Linked DNA regions of Phocoena phocoena: region 2 is linked to region 1. A link is a contact called in public Hi-C data. All regions are on one chromosome and are shown on one strand. Each heading gives the region's core, a stretch centred on a gene start, on an enhancer-like site or on the middle of the called end of the contact. The rest is flanking DNA. Distances are from core to core; before and after follow the strand shown.

What was found. A called contact is a pair of places that touch in the nucleus more often than the background predicts.
Region 2: a Hi-C map of kidney shows a contact between it and region 1, with 7 times the contacts expected there. The contact joins the promoter of GAR1 here to the promoter of SEC24B in region 1. A contact is called at or near these places in 2 of 2 Hi-C or Micro-C datasets (kidney and lung).

Annotation. Positions count from the first base shown.
Region 1 is chr5:109,120,061-109,122,993 of mPhoPho1.1, reverse strand. It overlaps SEC24B (SEC24 homolog B, COPII coat complex component), which reads right to left and starts at 1,363. Exons shown (of 23, transcript XM_065877347.1): 1 at 1,237-1,363. The coding sequence starts at 1,363.
Region 2 is chr5:109,426,804-109,429,908 of mPhoPho1.1, reverse strand. GAR1 (GAR1 ribonucleoprotein) reads right to left here and starts at 1,376. Exons shown (of 7, transcript XM_065878101.1): 1 at 1,088-1,376; 2 at 541-754. The coding sequence starts at 742.

The sequences.
Region 1 (2,933 bases), core at 114-2,613:
AGCCATCACGTTTGACTTATGAAAAAAATTCAACTTCTGGTTCTCAGGATAAACGATAAACTGCAAGCTTGAAAAGCATCAGTTATAAAATTTAGATGCTGGCTGAACTGGTTTATAAAGTCTAGTAAGTTTTCATATCACAGATTGGATAAAATAGGTCAGTCCAACAACCATTTTTAAAGAGTACCAGCAGACCTTGTTCTCTTTTACAGAGAACCAGACATATTCTTAAGTATTCAGTCCATCACTTTCGAGAGTTCTCATCTAAAATGTTATCGTCTATAAAGGGAGGCCCCCTCTCCCCCGGCCCCAGCCACGAACACTCCAAATTTCAAGATGAGGGAATACTAGAGCCGATCATTTTTCAGCTGAAACTCGCGCATCCCCAAAGCCCGCGACCTTAGTATGAAAGCGCTTTCACGGTGCATTGGCTGCTGCCGGTATGAAGGCCTTGCCTCAAACAGGGCCAACTCTGGCACGTTTTTGTGTTTTTGAAAGTGAAGCTGGGGGGGGGGGGGGGGCGGGGGGGGGGGAAACACCCAGATCTAAAAGTATTCGTTTAAATCCGTTTGACACCTGCTCCCTTTCAAACACGACCAGCAAACCAAACGCTCGAGTAGCGGCCGCAGCAGCAATGACAGATCTTGAGGCCGAACTGGGTCAGGGTTACAGTTACACTTGTGTTGCATCTTTACACCCTTTGTCTACAAACTTGGGCACTAACTTCAGTTCCCTTCCAGGCAGCGTGCTCGCCGGGCCTCAGAAATCAGAGCAATTTTCCTGAGACAGGAAGGGCACAACCCTCCCAGCTCCATGGCTACACCAGCCTTCCACGGACCACGCACTCTGCGGCCTCGGCTTTTCGCCCGGTATCTGGGCGAAGGGGTCGCCCGTGGAAACTCCCCTGCGCCCGGGCTGGATAAAAGGGATTTCACGCGGTGTCTGGTCTCCCCCTTTTCTATGGCCCCTACTCGTCCCCGTGGTTTCGGGCCCGGGGTCACACTACAGAGACAGCCCTGCTCCCTGATTCCCCGGGCCGGCCCCCACGCCGGGCCGCCCCTCCCCCCCCAGCCCCCCGAAACCCCCCGGGGCCGACCCCCGCCGCGTGCCGCCCGCCACCCCGCCCCGGCAGCCGCCCGCCCTCCCACCGCCCTCCCTCCCGCCCCGCCCGATTCGGCCGCGCAGGCTGCCCCGCCAGCACTAGGCCCCGCGCTCCGCCCCGGCCGCCCTCCTCACCGTTCTGCTGGTGAGGCCCCGGGCCCGGGCCCGCGGGCGCGGCGGCTCCTGAGGCGGCGGCTCCGCCAAGCTTGGGCGGGATCCGGGAACTGGCGGCCGGATGAGGTGACCCGGCGGGGGCCGACATGACGGCACTGCGGGCGGCGGCCGCGGCTCCGCTTCGGGTAGTTGGGCGGAGGGAAGGGAAGGGAAGGCGGAGCCGGAGCGGCGAGAGGAAGAGGAAAGAACGCGCCCGGCGTCACCGACGGAGTCGCCCGGGACCGTGGCTGGAGTGCTCGCGCTCCGCCCTGGAGCCTAGCTCGGCCGCTGCGGGCGCCGGAACCCCTCCCGGCCCTGCCCCGCCGCCGCCTCGAGCCCCGAGACGCGGGACTCCCACCCCGCGGGTCGCTCCCGGCAGGCGCTGACTGTGCGAGCCGCAGCGCCCCCTGCAGGCGGAGCCCGGCGCGCCCAGGCCGGAGGCGGGGCGCGGGGCGGCAGCCTCCCAGCCAGCCCTGCGACCTCGGGCCCAGGCGAACCTGCTGTCGCCTCGGGGCGAAAGGGGTGGACCAGGATAGACGGCGCTGGGCCCGCTCCCACGTGGGGCGGAGGCAGGAGCGCGGCGGGCCTGGGCCGGGCGGTGCGGTGCGGGGACGGGGTTCCAGAGCTGCGGGGTGACCTCCGGAGACCAAGGCAGCGCCTGGCCGGACTGACCCAGCTCACCCTTCCTCCGAAGAGGAACCCTGGGTTTGGCTTTTTTTTTTTTTTAATCTTGAGGTGTTTTCCCCCTTAATATTAAATCCTAAAGGAAATAGACATTCAAGCTCCCTGTCCGTAGGGAATTATAATCCTGGGCAAAAGAAAAGGAAATATTTCTCTATGATAAACACAGTATCTCAATAAGAATTGAGAACTTTTCCCACTGACTTAAATCCTGGGAAAGGAAAGGGGGAAATGGAGTATAAGGGAAGCTGAAAGGCAAACTTTATCGTCCTCATGATTTTTGCCAAGAGTTGGCTCATCCTATTGATGTTCAGAAGAGAAGCTGTAACACCCAAAGCAAGAACTCAGCGTGGTTTGTCTACGCTAGTGAAATCGTTGAATCTCTGGCCTGTCCCAGCATGTTAACTGGTAAGCAAGCCCTGGCAAGCAAGTCATTTTGCCATCTTGGAATCCTGAGTATGCCACAGTCATTCTGTGTTTGTTAGAAATGAAATTGTTCAAAAGCGTCGAATTCCGAATGGGATGTTGCAAGGTTTTATTTCTGGAGCGATGTCTAATTACTGAATGATTATGCCAAACATAAAGTGTGTTGTAGTCCTAGAATAATGCGAAGCTTCCCTTTAGTTGCTGCCGTGAATTAATGATACTTGGTGCTTTAATGCACCAAATGAATTACAAATAGGATTTCAGTAGTTGGATTTGTACTTTTGTTTTTGGAATTTATCTTTATTCTTATTTCCATAATTCTGATTAATTTTTCCTTTCCATTTTATACGCTACACTAGTAAGCAACCCAAGCAATACTTTTACATTACAATATCCAGAAGCTAAAATATACTAGTTCCTGCATGTGAAAGAGGCATTAAGCCAAATTCTTAGGTTTAAAAGCCAATAATTTTGTTAAATGTAAATTTTCAGAATCTTTAGAGAAAATTACACTGTACAGATATTATAACACAATCCTGTCCTAGAAAGCAATATCCCATTAATAAAACTAC
Region 2 (3,105 bases), core at 127-2,626, 310 kb before region 1:
TAGGTCTTTTTCTTGACTCCCCCCAGTAGTTTCCCTTCTGAGCAAGTTTTTTTTACTCACTTCACTTAGTTATGAGTAGCAATTAAAAGCATGGGCTTTGGGGTCAGGAAACCTGGCTTTGTATCTCAAATACATCACTTACTGATCACTTCTCACTATGACCCGAAAAAAGAAACTTAACGCTGAATCAGTTTTCTTATCTGTAAAATAGGGACAGTAGGGGTAAACGCACAATATTACGTAGTTGTATCTCCCTTTCAGCCCAAACCCAAATTCCATCTCCACGATGCATTCTAACTGTCCTTCAGCTTTCTTATCTCCCCCTTACTTCTACAGCACGATTATACGTCACTTTACAGCCTCTCCAGAGGCTTGACTCCCCGATCAAGTAGCAACCTCCGTAGGAGAGAGAGCTGCTGGATCTATCTTTCAGCACCTGACTCCCAGTCAAACTTACTAATAACACAAACCCACAACCTCCGGCCCCCGACCCCACTCCACCCTCGCCACCCGGTGGGCCAAGCTTTGAAGCCTACTTACAAACTACTTGCTCTGGAGGTCCGTGGTCCTGGCCTCTGTTAAAACCTCCGCGGCCGCCCCCTCGTCCAAATCCTCCTCTGCCGCCGCCGCCGCCTCTGAAATTGCCGCCGCCTCCACCTCGGAAGTGGTGGTTGCTGCTGCCGCCGCGACCGAAGCCGCCACCTCGACTAAATCCTCCGCGACCTCCCCCACGAAAAGACATGCTCGCTCCCACCTGGTTAGAAAAGCAGGGCGTGCCTTTCAGTCACTGTGGCCTCTGGGGGCACCACCGAACCCCTCTGAGCCTCAGTCAGAAACCATAGAAGTAGACAACAATAATAATAGCAACCCTGCCACCTCACCCAAGGCGGCCAGCGACGAGCCCGAAGAGTGAGCGTCCCCTCCCCATAGCCCTGTGAGCGCTGACTATCCACTCACCAGCCCCGTCACCCCTGGTGAGTACTTCCTCCCCCAGCTGGCAGCAAGGTCTTCAGACGCATTCCCCCCCTCCCTCCGCTAGGTTCCACCTCCAGCATCTTCAGACCGCTCTGCCCCTCCCGCCACTCACCGGCGCCACGTGCACCTCAGGCCCGGAGGCTCACACCCTCCCGCCCGGTACTTCCGCCGCACACGAGCCTCTTCGGCCACCGTACCGACACAAAACGGAGGTGGGGAGGGAACCAAATAGAAACTCGAATAACTGGTTCAGAAAGCCAGCCAGTCACCCGCGGAATCAGGGACGCTGTCACCTGCCCGAAAACGCCTTCAGCGATGGAAGGGTATCAATAATATCTAACGTCAACCGCTACTTTACGACAGTTAGGTGCAGTTGTCTACGGAGAGCGGAGGAAGTGACGTACAATAGCGGCGTCCTTTGCAGCGTGACGTTGCAGGAAGTGCCGCCCCGCGGTGTTGCCCTTGGCGATGGCTGGCGTCAGGGACCGCGCCTGTCCCAGCGGATCGGCTTGTACCTGGTGGCAGCTGAGTGGCAGTGCACCCTGTCCTCTCAGGCTACGCTGCAGTCCCCTCGCTCGTCAGTTGGTTGCGGCTCCAGCAACTGTGCTGCCGGTGGCTCTGAGGACGTTTGAGCCGCGCTCTGCCGGGAGGTGGATCTGGCCGCGTCGGAACTTGGTGGAAGGGCTTGTCTGCGTTCTTTCGAATCGCTTGTTTCTTCCGGATCTTTCGAAGTACGCGAGATTGTGGGCAGTACTGTGCCCGTCGTTTTGTACTATGGTTTCACGAAAGGAAGAAAAAAAAGTGTGTGTGCGTGTGTGTGTGTGTGTGTGGGTGTCTGTGTCCTTTTAAAGAAACTGTTACCTGACAGAAAGCCAGACCATGTTTTTGTCTTTTGTACCAGATAGTTTATTCCTTTGTCAAGTACGTTTTCAGCCCCGCAGGACACTGTCTATACCACAAGCCCCTCTCATCTTCTGTCTTTAAGTCCTTGATATTTGACTTCAACTTCCGCTAAAACTTCTCTCCCAAAGAAGGCTAGCGACCTTCTATTTGTTAAATTTGGTTGGTCTCTTTTCACTCGAATCTTCTGAGACCTTACCTTGATATTTAGCGCAGTCAACCGCCTCTTTGAAAGAGGGTGGGGATTGGTACCTTTTTTAGAGGGTTATTTTCATATTGGAAGAACTTCGTAAACTTAACTATGGAAATATTAGGAATCACAGTATGTCTTCTACACTAAAGTGTAAGCTTCTTGAAAAAGCATCAGTCATACAGATAAAAAAATTTTGGTAAATGAACTTTTATTCAGATTTGATAAATGTACTTTAAATTCTATACATCATACAGAGGTAGAATTATTCATAACTGCCCTGCTCTATTTTACTCTGTTTACGTTCAATGTTTTATCTCCATTTGGTGTCCCAGTATTATCCTCAACTTAGTGTGATGAAACCATTGAACTTTTATGGGACCTTCAAGATTACGTGGTGCCCCTTTATCTTATGTGTAAGGAACTGACAGAGAAGCGAAGTAACTTCTCCAGCTAGTTAGAGGGACAAAGTGGAACGATGGATTCTCACAGCCCTCAGTCCTTTGCTGTACCACCAGCCCCAGTCTCACTCCTTGCTCTCTCCAAGTTATTCATCATTCCAGTTACCTGTTTGTCCTCATGGTAGCATCATACTCTTGGTTTCTGCATCTTTGGACTCAAGCCTTTGAGCACTCTCCATCATCTTTGTCACCATCCCCACCCAACCTTAGTTGCAGTCTCTTTTATCTAAAGCGCTCAATTTCTGTTCATTCCATCTAAAGCTTGTACTGTTGTTACAGGCCTTCTGTTGCCACTACCACACTTTCCTCTGTTATTCCTAACCGAAATCACCCAGTATAATCTATGGCAACTCAAAAGTTGAGAAATAATTACAGTGAACTATAACTTCCTCACGTTCTGAGCATCTTTGTTGTCTCAAATTAAATGCTTCCAGGCTTTTCTTCCTCCCATCTGTACTGCATGTGATGACATACTGAACTTATTAAAAGTTTCCTCGTACCATAGCCATCCTCAGGATCCCAAATAGTTCTCCATTTCCTTTGACAACAAGTCTAAAGTAAAATCTCTACATTGACTAG